2 separate regions of the Columba livia genome follow, and region 2 is linked to region 1. A link is a contact called in public Hi-C data. All regions are on one chromosome and are shown on one strand. The core of a region is the stretch at or near the end of the contact, and the rest is flanking DNA. Distances in the headings are between cores, read along the strand shown.

Region 1 (4,369 bases), core at 773-3,272:
CCAGCCTTCCACATTCTGCCAACGCACAAAACTCGTCTGTCTCCTGCGATTTGGACAGACTTGGGCAAATTGATTTCATAATGATTACAAAGCTCCCATGACAAATCCAGGTATCTGATTCAGAGGTGAAAAGTTCAGCAAGTTCGGCTCTTGGAGCAAGTCAGCCACCCCACAATCTTACTGTGTTGGAAGAATCTTCCATTATTTTAAAACAGATTCAAAGAAGCCATATTTTCTAAAATACATGAAGTGGCGATTATTCTAAATTTTGAATTTAAAGGAAAGAAATCATCTTTGTAATCTACTCATAAGGTTCTACCATGGATTAACATCACTGATTTTCAGGCTGCAAACGTTGATTTAAGGAGCTATGTGCAATCTGCGCAGGAACCAGCGCAGCTGTCAGAGCTGTCACCGAATGAACCCCAATGCGAATCACTGCTGCCGGAGACAGCTGAGAATCAGAGAAAACAGCCAATTTCCTACCATACATTTAAGGAATTCTTGTTTGATGTATATGTGCATGTGAATCAAGCTTAGAAGAGCTGAAGAGTTTACTCATTCGAGAGAAAAGCACTTTAAACAGAGTAAGGGAATCGATTTTGGGGAAAGAGAAATAAATGAATCAAAGAGGTCAGACATTTTATTTGGGATCAGACGCACACACAATCACTTCACTGACTCCAGAAGAGGCTGAGGAGCTGAAAGGAGTGGGAGATTTCCCTAATTCTTTTGGAGTAATCAATAGTTTTCGTGACATGGCTGCAAAACAAGTGTAACCTACGTCTTTTGTGTAGGAATGTCAGGCGTGTAATCTTAATATTTTCCATTTCCTCATATTCTCTGTCCTTGGGACAGGACATCAACATACCACAAAACATGAACAATACCAAGCATAAAATGCTTTAAAGTGAACGCAAAATCGCTCTATTATCTACAAGGATACACTTGAACAAATTTTACTTAGAAACACTTAGAAACTGTGGCTAAAATTGGCTCTGCAATTATTCAGCCTGCACCTGCAATTTCAGTTTCGTTTCAACCGCTCATGATTCTGGCACCCACTCCGGAGCTACAAAACACTGCTCGGACCCAAAAGCCACTTCTGATTTATAAACCTTCAATTTCATAGGGGCAAATATTTTCCACTAAGCGTTGAGTGGAAGTGTTTTTCCCCAATTATTGATTGTAAGGAGGATATATGACAAAAAAGACAGTTGATATCCAACTAGTTGCAGCTAAAACAAATAAACACACTCCAAACAGCGCAGAGTTTTGTCCCTCTGCTCCTGCACCCTTGTTTTTCCCATCCGGCTCTCCTGCCGCACAAACCTCCAGCTCTGCCCTGTGTATCAAGGATTTGACCCAACATAGCTACATCAGTGATGGGACAAGAGGAGATGGCCTCAAGGTGCGCCAGGGGAGGTTCAGATTGGGTATTAGGAAAAATTCTTCATGGAAAACGTTGTCAGGTGTTGGAACAGGCTGCCCAGGGCACTAGTGGAGTCACCATCCCTGGAGCGGTTTAAAAGGCGTTTAGACGAGGTTCTCATGGACATGGTCTAGTGCCAGAGTTAGGTTGTGGTTGGACTCGATGATCCTGAGGGTCTCTTCCAACCGAACTGATTCTATGTTCTCTGGCATCTCCCGTTTCTCCCTTTGTGCTCCCTCAGGCTCTGCTGGTTCCTCTTGAGGTTTATTAAATAAGTATTTATACCAGTGTGCATACAGATTTTTGGGTTGAAAACGATGGCAGTTTGGTGCAGCGGGCCTGGCCAGCACACCACTGCTCACCACGTGACGTTAATTACTTGGGGCAGTGATTAACGACCGCAGGCAGCGATTGCTCTCTGCGCTGTGACAGCGCACACTGTTCCCCCATCAAGCCCAAGAGTTTTTTCCCTACCGGCTTCTGGCCACAAGCAACTCCCCAAACCCACCCGCTCCCCGGGGCTCCCGGCCCGCCGTGACCGGCCGCCTCAGGCTCCCCGCCCGAGCCCGGCCTGGGCCGCGGCCGCGTCGCCCGGCAACCGGCGGGCGGCCCCGCGGAAACGGAAACGCGCGGGGCCAGCGGGGCCGCCGGGAGCGGGGGTGGGCTCGGTTTGAACCGTTGGCCGCTCGGCCGGGCCGGCGCTGCGCGGGGCTGCCTTTCCCCGCCGTGGGGGGGCCGGGACCCGCCGGCCCGGCTGGGCCCACCCCGGCCCCGCGGAGAGCGAGGTAAAGGGGGCGGCGTGTCCCGCGGGGAGATCACCGGGAGGTGCGGGGGTGTCAGATCCCGCCAACTTCATCCCGGCAGCGGGTGGGAACGGGGGCGCTCGCTGCGGTCGGTCGCTGCAAAGCGGCTCCGGGCAGATGCGGGTTCATAAAGTGCCTGGAGGGAGAGAAGCGGGAAAGTGCGTGTGTGCGGCCCGCGGGGAGGGACCCGCTGCCCGGGGGGACACGGGGGATGGCGGGTTCGCTGCGGGGAGAGCCCCGGGGGGACACGGGGGTGGCGGGTTCGCTGCGGGGAGAGCCCCGGGGGGACACGGGGGTGGCGGGTTCGCTGCGGGGAGAGCCCCGGGGGGACACGGGGGTGGCGGGTTCGTTGCGGGGAGAGCCCCGAGGGGACACGGGGGATGGCGGGTTCGCTGCGGGGAGGGCCCCGGGGGGACAAGGGGGTGGCGGGTTCGCTGCGGGGAGAGCCCCGGGGGGACACGGGGGTGGCGGGTTCGCTGCGGGGAGAGCCCCGGGGGGACAAGGGGGTGGCGGGTTCGCTGCGGGGAGGGCCCCGGGGGTCCCACCTGCTGTTGTGTTGAACCGCACCCGTGTTTGGGGGCCGGTAATTTGGCCAAACAAGCGTCTAATTGCAATTTCAAACGTGCAGAAAAGATGCGTTCTCCAGCTGGGAAATGGCAGGAGGTCTTGGAGGAGTTTGGCCTTTCACTCCTTAGTTAAAAAACAGTTCTGACAACATTTGTCTGTTTTTTTTTGACTCATAGGTCTATTTTTGCTCTTTTCCCCCTTTTCTTTATAACCCAAAACTAATTCTATGAATGCCGCTATAACATATTAATGTAGGTGTTTTATATATGCGTCTGAGCCACAAATTCCTTTAGGTGTTTTATCCAAATTGTGTGTGGTTGAACCCCTTTTAGCGTGGTTGGCTAATCACTTCCAAATCTAAACAAACACGTTCTTGTAGATTTTCTGGAGTACCTGTTGTCTGCAAATAATCACTCTTAGTGTTTATCTGAATGTAAGAAAACGTTTAGTTTTATTATCTGTATAGTTCCAAAGCATCTCTTTGCATAGCTGAAGATTTACAGAGACTAATATATGGGCGTATTGGATCTTTTTGCTTCAGTGTGGATAATTTTGCAGGTGTTCTTTCAAAATGAATGGGGAAGAGGAAATATGGGAAAAACTGGATGCGGAATTTGATCATTGCGTTGTGGATATGAAGCCTCACGTTCTAAAACTACAGCATAGGTCAGGTAAATATGGAAAAATGTGTGTATAGAGAAACACTAATACAAAATTCTAGGTTATTGATAATTATTATGTGTGCTTGTATCGCTTTCTTTAACCAGATGCTTATTGTCTGACGTTATAAGGCACTGTTTTGAAGGGGTTTTGAACATTATCTAAAGTTGGATTGAAGTACCTGTTGCTACTGTTTGAGCTTATCTCTCTTATCCTGGTGACCTAAATGTGCTTTTGCAGAAATACATTATCTTCTCTATTTTTAAAACATTAATTCAGTAGAAACTTGGTTTTGAGATTGCACTTACAAAATTGCAAATATATTTTAGAGATGATGTTTTGAAAATTTGGCTTAGGAATGTGTAATAATCTGAACCTCAATTAATAAATGAGGTTTTATAAATCTAATTATTAGAACAAACTAATTATTAAAAGCACAAACCCTACAAAGTAAGACTTTGCTTTGCAAAACATCTACATGATTGGTGACTGGTATCTATGTGTTTGATTTGCTCTGAAAACATATAGTGATTATGTGTCTGTATATTTTTAGAACGACAAAGGTGTGCACTGTGGATTAAAAAACTATGCGAGCCCTCAGGAGCGGGGACAGGAACGGTGGGAAGGAAGAATCGCAACCTCTATGCCAAACTTTTGCTCCACATGCTGAAGCGAGGGGTGCTGGAAGGTCCTTTTACACACAAACCAGAACCGGGGACACTGAAAACTTTACCTTCATACATGGTGGGTGTCACTTCTGTATTTAAAAACCTGCTTAAATACATTCTGAAAACACTTTTGAGTCTTTGATTTGGCATGAGTGTGAATACAGGCATTTCTCTTGCATATCTTGTAATATGGGTTGGAAAAAATCTTTCATTATGCAAAGAGACCTGTTTCTTCTTCA
Region 2 (4,369 bases), core at 801-3,300, 420 kb after region 1:
AGCTGAGCTGCCCTGGGGGATTAAAGAAGAAAGGAACCTGGACTCTGTGCCAGATAATGCAGCTCTGTCTGGTTGCCAAGGCTCCCTCCATGGCCAGCAGAGAGAGTGTAGCATCTCCCAGCTGGGAGGTGTATCTTGGGTGCATCTCAGCTGAAACACTTCTGGCTGTGGTGTGACCCGGACCAGAGTACATGCTCTGTGAGGCCTGTCTTGTTTTGGGCTGTGAAGCCATTGCATGCTGCTCTGAGCACAGCTAATAGCTGAAAGCCTGCTGTGAATGACCTTCTTACATGGAAAACCTGTTAAAAACATCTTGCTTGTAAATACCACATTGGGCTAAAAGCCTGTGAGTTATCCAGCATCCGTGCTGGGAGTCTGCAGTCTCCTGTCTGCAGATCTGAAACATCCTAGTGCTGAACTACCTCTGAGCGCTGGTTTGTAGGAGAAACTGCTGCTGTCAGACTGACAACAGGGAGAAATAAGCTGGACTCTAAACTTGAGGGACTCCTTCAACTTTGAAGGTATTGGTGGCTGTTCAGAAGCTTCTCCAAGGCTGCAGCTTGCTCTGACGGCTGCTGTGCACAGGGCAATAACCAGAACTGTCCCTCTCTTCATGTGTGGGTACAGCAGAAACAGATGCCACGTGTGCGGTGGCATTGAGCAGGATCAGCCCCTCCAGGCAGACTGAAGTGCAGTAACACAGGTAAAGTCTGTCAGCTCATATTCCACCGCAGCGAAACAGGAGACTTACTGCTTTCATGGACCTGGTCCAGTTGCTCCACAGAACTTAAGGAGAAAAGCCTGTATCCAGTTGTGGTTCCAATTGCCAGGGAGCTGCAAAGACAAGACAAAAAGCTTGTTAGCTTAGATCTTGTGGCCTCCAGGTGACAGCAAGAGTCCCTGCAGAGGAAAGGTGTAATTTCTGGCACAGTGATCCATGAAGGCAAGACTTCAGTTTCTACTCTCAACCTAAAGCATGGAAGGTGGCAAAACCAAGAATCCTGAGGTAGCCTGTAGAAGAACACTGATTTCTGTGGGCTGTAGGAGCTTTGCTCTTGCTAACAGCGGTGTGTGCAGGCATGTAATGCGAGGCACAGCCATGCCAAGCACTGGCTCTGTTCTGTTCCAGATATAGCAACCAGCAGCATCTCAGTCTTAAATCAGCAGCTGGCCCAGAATACCAACGCAGAGTGTTTGGGGCAGTGACCAGCGGGTTCACGTCAGCACCACATTGCTGCCCATCAAAATGCTCTTTGTTTTAGACGCAGTAAGTGCAGAGGTAATGCTATTGACAGGTGTGAGTGGTGTCTGTGATTCTTATCTCATAGCCTGTGACCTGATCTCGGCTCTGGACTGTGCAGTCGCTCCTGCTGGATGGTTGTTGTCCCACTTGGAAATGGTTCTCAAATGATCAGTTTGGAAGCAGGTGAACCACAGGGAAGGGTGAGAGGCTCCCAGAAAACCCTCTGTCCTGGAATGGTTCTTTAGCACCGGCTGCTCACACAGAGCAACTGAGTCCTGGGCAACCGGGCCACTGACAGAGTGGCCACAGGTCAGGGGACAAAACCCCTGGGCAAAGTGACTTCTCCAGCCATCCGAAAATGCTCCCCTAGCTGCTGGGGAGGGGAAAAACGGCGATTCCTCTAAATTTGCTGCTTCCCTTGGGCTCCCAGAGACCCAACCTGCGGCACCGGAGGGTGTTTATGGGGAGCCAGGTGCCCCCCAAGACGGGGCCGAGGGATCCCCAGGGCTTGGAAGGGAGCGAAGAGCCTCCTCCGGGGGTCACTCCCGTAGGGCCGGCCCCGTTCCGAGCCGTCCGGCCCCGCCCGGCCACCGCCGCGCTGCCGTCGCTTCCCCCCTCGCCCCGCGGCTCCCGCCCCGCTTACGTGCAGTCCTGGTTGTAGGAGAAGCAGCTGAGCACCGCGGGCCCCCCCGGGGCCTCGGCCGCGGCCTCCATGGAGCGGGCGCGGCGGCTCGGCCCGCTCCGGCCCCCGCGCCGGCCCCGGCCCGCTCCGCCGCGCAGGAGGCGGCCGGGGGCGGTGCCGCTTCCCATTGGTCGGAGGGGCCGCGCCATCTGCGGATGGACGCGCGGTTTAACCTATCCGCGGGAGGCAGATGAGACGGCCCCGCCTCCAGCTTTGGCGGAGCCGGCTGCGATTGGCTGGCGGAGGTGAACAGCTGTGCGTGGCCACGTGGTGATGTTGTGGTTGCATCAGACGAGCGCGGGCAGCTGTTGGGGAGGGGGGAGCACATCTGGGGGACGGGGCACATCTGGGGGGGCTCATCGCTGCCTGCAGCGGCTTGAGCGGCGTGACAACCGGGAAAAGGGTTGTCTTGCCGAGGGGGACACGGCGACAAGTGGCTGCGGAGGGGCCGGGTCTGGTTTGGGGAAGCGCTGTGAGGCGCTGGGGCGTGGGAGGGTCCGGTGATGCGGGAAAAGTGACGATGACACCGCTGAGTCGCTGACCAGAAAGCAAGACAGCCCTTCTCTCTGCCTCCTTGGCTAAATGAGTCTTGGAAGTGTTGAGTTTTTTCCCGTTTTCACAAAATTTATCCTCTAAACTTACAGCGTTTGTGCACAGAACAGCTTCATTCATGTGATTAATGCCACTGCTACCTTGTGGGGTCAAATCTACTGCAGCAAATACAAAGAAAAACAAACCCCAGAGCCAGCCGTTAAATGACAAATGTTCTAGAAGCCAGTACAATGACATTAACAGTGCACAGAAATGCAGGAGTAGAGCCTGCAAAACCCCTAATTAGATGAGTAATCCTCATGTGAGTGCTGAAGTCATTGGGCCTCGATCACTTGATGTGCACCACAGGACTTTTGGAAAAAGAGCCACATGTAATACCATCCAAATGAGGCAGATTCCATGTGGACACATATATCTGCCTAGATTAATCCCCCTTTGTAGCACGAGGGCCTTGGAGTGTCTGCAATATTCACCTGTTATGGAGTTTAAGACCTGCAACTGTGATGATGATTGATTTTTGGGAGAAAGTATGAAAACACACAGCTTCAAAACAGCATTAGCTTGGAGAGAGGCTGATGGCAGATTGTCCCTAGGACATGGTGTACATGAGCAACACTGTGAAGGCAGCAGGGGAATCATCTTAAATCCATTGTGTTTAGGGGGTAAATATCTTCTATTCATAGGGGCCTAGTGGGAAGGTCTAATAAAACCCCAAAATGAAACAGAAAAGCTGGCTGTGCATGTCCTGAGAATGTCCCTGTGGATCAGCATAGCTTGATTTTGAAACAGCGATGTCGGATGGAAAATGAGGTTGGAGAGCAGGAAAAAGTTCAAAACCAAAACAGGGAGTCAGTGCCTTGTGTTTCAAAAAAGCCCCGGTTTCTGAGCAACTGCTACAGCTGGATCTTTGCTGCTTGGGTAATCACCATGAGCTGGTTTTAAAATGAAGCCTTGAAAAAGCAGAGCCACAAAAATATCTGAGGCTTGGGCAACATGATTATTTTTGTAACTGGACTGATGCAACCCCGTTGGTCAATCTTCCTTTCAGCCTACAATGGCTGTTTTAATTAGCAGAGGTGGGAGAAACAAGCAGTTCTTGTCCTCTGCTACAGTGTGAAAACCTTGGAGATCTTGGGATTTGTGCCCTGGCAAATGAGGGCACTTGGGCTTTGGGCATGAAGCAGAAGCTGAGGTCTTTCTCATAAAGAAATGAGGTGTTTCTGATGTTTGGAATATAAAGAAATAGCTAAACTGGTTTTTCAGGAACACAGCTTTGGAAGGAGGCAGTAGTTAGGGTAGTAAGATTCTGAGGCTGGTCTTGGGATCTGGGCATATGTCACACCTGAGGAAAGCAGAGGTTGCAGAAGGATAGTTCTTGCTCTGATGTGTGTGTTTGTTGGGAAGAATATATCAGGTTATAAAGGGCTATTCCCTTTCCTGACAATCCTGTGACTGCAGTAACCATTAACAGTAACAACCTCAACTCTGTCAGGAGCTCTAAAACCAGTCCAGAGTGCAGCCATCTGATTGTATTTTTCAATGTGGAAAACTTTGTACGACAGATGTTGGTTTGTGTTCTCCACCCTGGGTGTTTGTATTCAAGCCTCAAAGAGGAAACGGAGGTGAAGAAGCTGGGAAATAGGCTGCAGTGCCTAGAAAAGCTTCTCCCCGCTGGGGCATCCTGTGTGTTGCTATTTGACGAGTGAAGATTTAGGTACCTGTGGACAGCTTTTAGGCTTTTCCTGGGCTCGGTGTTTAAATTCCAGCGAAGCTCTTCCCTCTGAAATAAAACCCTGCTCCTACTGATAGGTCTGGTGTTTGAATGAAATCTGCTACAGAAAATAAAAGATCTTGACAGGGGATAAACCTGCTAAATATCCTTCAGTGGTATT

Evidence for each region. A called contact is a pair of places that touch in the nucleus more often than the background predicts.
Region 2: a Hi-C map of liver shows a contact between it and region 1, with 2.2 times the contacts expected there. The contact joins the promoter of WIPI1 here to the promoter of CEP112 in region 1. A contact is called at or near these places in 2 of 2 Hi-C or Micro-C datasets (crop and liver).

Annotation. Positions count from the first base shown.
Region 1 is chr18:11,152,064-11,156,432 of bColLiv1.pat.W.v2, forward strand. CEP112 (centrosomal protein 112) reads left to right here and starts at 2,023. Exons shown (of 26, transcript XM_065034982.1): 1 at 2,023-2,217; 2 at 3,361-3,473; 3 at 4,016-4,206. The coding sequence starts at 3,374.
Region 2 is chr18:11,567,624-11,571,992 of bColLiv1.pat.W.v2, forward strand. WIPI1 (WD repeat domain, phosphoinositide interacting 1) reads right to left here and starts at 2,051. Exons shown (of 14, transcript XR_010467076.1): 1 at 1,887-2,051; 2 at 752-834.